2 separate regions of the Zea mays genome follow, and region 1 is linked to region 2. Evidence: chromatin contacts called from public Hi-C data. All regions are on one chromosome and are shown on one strand. The core of a region is the stretch at or near the end of the contact, and the rest is flanking DNA. Distances in the headings are between cores, read along the strand shown.

Evidence for each region. Hi-C and Micro-C count contacts between places; a contact is called where the count stands out from the background.
Region 1: a contact with region 2 is called in a Hi-C map of bundle sheath, with 2.3 times the contacts expected there. The contact joins the enhancer-like site here to the promoter of LOC100285777 in region 2. A contact is called at or near these places in 3 of 25 Hi-C or Micro-C datasets (bundle sheath, endosperm and leaf).

The regions. Positions count from the first base shown.
Region 1 is chr10:56,478,324-56,481,065 of Zm-B73-REFERENCE-NAM-5.0, reverse strand. No RefSeq gene overlaps it. Among protein-coding and RNA genes, the nearest start is that of LOC542688, 88 kb to the left of the region's middle. Within about 2 kb of position 1,480, at least 19 of the 20 cell types and tissues checked have an H3K27ac peak or open chromatin away from gene starts, as enhancers often do. A contact at or near this core is called in bundle sheath and leaf, where this site is marked.
Region 2 is chr10:56,102,471-56,105,286 of Zm-B73-REFERENCE-NAM-5.0, reverse strand. It overlaps LOC100285777 (LHT1), which reads right to left and starts at 1,302. Exons shown (of 7, transcript NM_001413989.1): 1 at 1,147-1,302; 2 at 840-1,027; 3 at 1-198. The coding sequence starts at 1,027. It overlaps LOC100304039 (a long non-coding RNA gene), which reads right to left. Exons shown (of 4, transcript XR_560079.4): 4 at 2,493-2,804.

The DNA of each region.
Region 1 (2,742 bases), core at 231-2,730, 380 kb before region 2:
TATTGGGTAAATAAAAGTGGTCAAGGGCACAACTTGCCTTCAAAGAGCTCCTGCTCAGCAACTTCTACCTGCTGAACACCGGAATACTCGGCCACTGGCTCTTCTACTCGCCACAATACAAACAAACATAGTACAAGGGAAAATTTAACATCACACCAAACATTTATACAAAATACATATTAATAATCTACGCATTAAAACGAGATCATAAGAAAAAGAATCACTAAATTATGAGTTACGGATTTCGAGTTATGAATTTCTGAAGATTTTATGTGTTTGGTTCAAGATTAATTAAGAGGTCAATTTTAATATAGCTTTCATGTTAAAACAGAGACAATATGTGATAAACAATATTATTACAAAATTATAGGAACTGGAATGGATCAATTAGGACTTAATATGAATTTTCTAGGAATTAAACAAGTTCTAGGGTTATTTATACTTAGAAATTCATTTCTGAAATTAATTTCCTGATTTAATCTCTGTTTGGACTGCTGCACAAAAATAGAGAAGTGCATGGGCTTCCTCATAAGAATCCTAAGACTCATAATACTATACTGCGGAGTGCGGGTTGATTCCCAAAAACTCCGAGGACTCTTAAGCAAAACGCCCGGTCGAAAGGGTATCCACAGACCGCGACCGCCTGATCGGGAATCAAGGGCTCAGATTAGATTTACATACTCGTGAACCGTTACAAAACTACAACCGCACTATAGGGATTGGACGCACCAAATCTATCTGCGCGAAATGCGTTGCCTACTATTAATCTAAACCAGTCATCGCCAGATCGACGGTTCTCATTGGTCACGGTGAAACATTATTCTACCGTCTAATCTGGATCGTCCTTAGGAAGATCGATGGCCCACAATGTCTGGTCGCGTCCACCCAGCTTTGGTCACCGAAGTTCAGCCCCCTCCCGCGGTGGTGCCATGGTCAGCCAGACCAATACCTCCCAATCCCCGCACGAAACCTTCCTCTGGTCACGACAATTCGAAGCAGAGTTGAAAGAGAGACTGGGAAGGAATATCTCACCAAGATTAGTAGCGTGAATAGACTCGGCCTCGACGGCGGATGCGGCCACGGCGGAGCAACTTCTCCGACAAAGAATTCGCGATCCCCTAGCCTATAATCCCTCATGTTGAGTTTGCGGACTCCTACGGCAAGCTGAGACGAAGCGCTCAGAGCTATATGGATGGCACAACGACAGTGGATGCGTGGTTTTGTCGACGGTGGGGTTGGCGGCAATGGCGAGCCCACACCGAATCTCTCTCTCCCGCACGGCGGCATGGTAGTGGTAGGTCTCTGCCGAAAAAGGGGGAAGTGGCTGACCGGACACCGCGCGCACTTATAGCCTAGGTGGGTTGGTTACGGGACAGAAGGGAGGGAAGCCCGAGCTCCGCAGTTGACCGTGCCATAGTCGGCGGTAGTTGGGAGAAGAGAGCTGATGGAGTGGGTCCCACGTGGAGGCGAGATCGTGCGTGTAGAATACGCCTGTAGCGACTGACAGATGGACCCCAGATGTCGGCACGTGTGCATGAGTGGGGTTGGGCTGCGTGGGGGAAAGAGTTAGTGGGCCGAAAATGGGATCCGTGGCCCAGGTAGGTTTTTCTCTTTTTCTTTTTTCTGTTTTATTTTCTTTTAATTTCAAAATTGAATTTGAATTTTGCTATGAGTTTCACCATTGAGCCAAATGTACAAATTCAACTCCTAGTGCAAGAAGATTATGTATTTATTTATATATTTATTTTATGTATAAAATGTTTTCTTTCCTCCCCTCTTTTCTTGATTATTTCTCATTTTCAAATATTCAAGTTAATCATTAACTCTCAAATTTGGATATAAATTTATTTCTATTAATGTGACTACTATTATTATTAAATGCGCATACAAATAAAGCCAGCATGATGCACAATTTAGTATGTCATTTATTAATTATTTACTTTTAAATGTGGTGTTCACATGTGTTCATATGTAGAGGCAACTCATATATATAAGGAAAAAATTCCACTTCTTATCGTTTACAACTTGGGTATTACAACGTGCCGCTCACACCGAGAAGGTTGCTCACCGCCGATGAACTGGCCCGTGTGAAGGAGAATGCTCGCCGTCGTAGATGGTATGTAATGTCGTCTTCTTCCTCGTCGTTGTCTGTCGTGACTGCGTCGTCGAGCGCGCCGTCCTCGGAGAAGATGGTTAGCGATTCAGTGACGGTTATGGATTTGTTGCCAGGGCACATGATGGAATTTGGCACGTTGAGGATCTACTCGGGCCACGTGCATGAAATGCAGCGCTTAGGGTATTTCAGAGACGGTGTGGGGCGTGCTCCGGGGGCCAAGGAGGTCCCAGAGCCGGAGGGGGAGTTGGTGGTTTTTGAAGAGTTTTCACTACTGGTCTTCGACTGCCTGCATTTCGAGGTCCAACTTCACCAGCTTACACCCAATGCCATGGTGGCATTGGCGAAGTTTATGTGGGTAGCGGCTACATATGGCGGAGAGCCTTCGATTTAAGTCTTCGTTAAGAACTACTGCCTCCACTAACAGAAGAAGGTTGCTAGTGGCAAGATTGTGCAGTTTGGTTTGGGTGAGGTTGTGGAACTCGTTCCATGTGCGAAGAACAAGTGGGGGAATTGGTGGGATTTTTTGTTTTATGTGACATTGAAGGACACCGAGGGTGTTCCAGGGCTACCTTTGTCCATCATGTGCTCACATTTCTACATGGCCTTCCCACAATTTAAATTGAAAA
Region 2 (2,816 bases), core at 53-2,552:
ATGTTCAGGCTCACCTCTACTGCCAGCTGCTGCGCCACCACGATCCAGAGGCCCAGCCTGTCGCCGAAGACGTGCTGCCCGAGCTCGTGGTACCGGTCGAACCGCTTCCCAGGCACCATCTCGTGCATCTCCACCATCTGCCATAGCGTGTATAGGGTGATTATCCACGACAGGATCATCACCGCGATGCCAGGGCCCCTGTGTGCACGCCAATAATCAACAATGAACCATTTATCTGCCCGTGACCCCCTAATAATCTTTATCTGACAACGAGTTAATCGCTCGTACAATTGAATCACTTTATTCAGCTGTTGATAAAAGGATCGTATTTTAATTAATTGTAGTCCACATGTTACTATATACGATACAAACTGAGAGCACCAACTTAAAAAACCCTATTAAATATGATAGTCATCATGACGTGCATATATATGATGATATAGATGCCAAATATTCATGTATATACTCTCAAATTATAGGTATACATCATGACGTGTATTTAACTTATCGGGTGTGACCGGTATTCAGGTTTTTGTTCATGTACCTATCATGTTACTTTTGTAACTGTCACATCGTCTAGACAAAATCGGCCCAACAGCGCAAATTAACACACATGAGACTACTAGACCAAAAAAAAAAGAGGCAAGTCATGAGACATAAACATAAGGACCGGAAAGAGACAACAAGCTAACTTGAGATTTTTTTTCCCGGCACCAATCAGGGTGGGGGAAAGAAAATCTGGATTTTTCTTATCTCATCAATCTTCTTAGCTTGTATTGAGGTCGAATCGATCATCATCGGAAGCCGGATTTAGGATTCGTGACATGAAGTATACGTACCAGCCAAGCTCGGACATGGCGTAGGGGAGGCCGAGCACGCCGGCGCCGACCATGGCGGTGACATTGTGGAAGGCGGAGTACCACCACTTGGCCTTCCTGGAGGAGTTGATAGGGAGCCAGTCGTCGATCGACTTCTCCTGCTGCTGGGTCGTCCTGCCGCCGCCATCGTCCACGTCCTGCTCCTGCATCTGCATGCGAGTTTTTATATGTATGTTATTGACGCCCCCAGCCCCCTATAGATCATGTAAGAGATCGATTTCCTTGGTAAGAGAGAGAGATCGAGAAGAAGGCGCCGCACTGCACGTACTACGTCGTACGCGCACCTTTTGAGAAGAGAAGCTCTGGGTCTGGGGCGGTGCTTGCGTCCCCAATGGAATCGATATGGCGAGAGAGAGAGAGAGAGAGATGGAGAGGAGGCGGCGGCGGGTCCTGCTGCCGAGAAAGACGACTCAGCGTCAGCTGGTTTCCGATCCACCCGATCGATGGCCTAGCTAACAGCACATAAGTAGCCGAGTTAGTTTCGGTGGCAGCGCGTATACCGCTACGTACATATTCTCTCTCTCCGAGTTATTATCAATAATAATAATAATAATAATAATACTGTGTACTGTATCATTAAGGCCCTGTTCGTTTTTATCAAATCTATGGAGATTGAGAGGGATTGAATCCCCTACAAGTCAAAATCCTCCTCAATCCACTCCAATCCCCCTCAATCCCCATGGATTAGGGATGAAACGAACAAAGCCTAACGTGGTACACGTGTGGTTTTGATTTGTCAACTACGTGTACATTTTTTTACTAGTACGTACGTATGGCAGTACCAGTACTGGGCTTGTGTATGTCGTGCCGAGAATTTGGAAGCAGGGAAAGGACACCTGTGTGGTTCACCGCGGCGCCGTCCATTGTTCAGAAGTTATATATATTGCTTTTTTACGCTTTCACACACCGAAGATAAGTCAGCTCAAACCTGATCGATGATGTGTCGTCGTCAGGGACTCAGGGTTCAGGAATTGCGTATGCGTCTTCTTGTGGAAAAACGTGTCTCAAGAGTCAAGAGTCTTCTCTCCACCGTCGAATCATGCACTTATACTAGCTAGCTATATCTTGACCGCACATCAAAATATAGCTATATCAAGATATAGCTAGCTAGTATATGTGTATGATTAGAGCTGGAAACAAGCCGGCTTGGCTCGGCAGTGCGACGAGCTGGGATAACCGGGTCGGCTTAGCTCGAACAAGGCTCACGAGCCACTGTGCCACCTAGACTGTGCCGCCCAGGCAGTGGCGGTCCTAACATTTTAGGGGCTCGGGAGAAGGTTTCAAATAGAGATCATTCAAATTATTTTTAATATATAAATGTTACTAATTAAACATTTTTAATACATCTAAAAATATTTATGTCAAATAATAAGTAAATAAAAGGATATATGCACTTTAAAATTTTCTTCTAACATGTTTAGATATTCATTACTTTATTAATAGGTTATTGAATCACATGATTAGAATTGGGTCCTATGAATTCGGAGGCCCAGGGCAACCGTCCCTCTGCGGCATCCTCAGGGCCACCACTGCGCCCAGGTGACAGATTCGGTTGCCAGCAAGCATAAGTTACAGATTTGAAGCTATTTTCAGGTCACAAGATAGACAACACAGTAATAAACTGTTAATACTTAATAGACGAGAGATGAAATAATGAAATTATAATTTATTTACACATCCATGACCCATACCATGCGGTCCAATGATCCCATCACATTCCATATTCCATAAGACCATGACCAAAAGTATGATACTCTAATCTAATAAGCTATCACCAGTCACCATAAGGCATAAGTCTCATCACATTTCAAATTTCATAAAGCAGTCTAAGCAGCAGAGGACAAAAGATCTGTTAACAGATGCATGAGGACAGCCTGACGTACGGTGCACAGCAGTGTTCAGGCGCCCAGCAGTTTGACAAGAAACCTGTTAACAGAT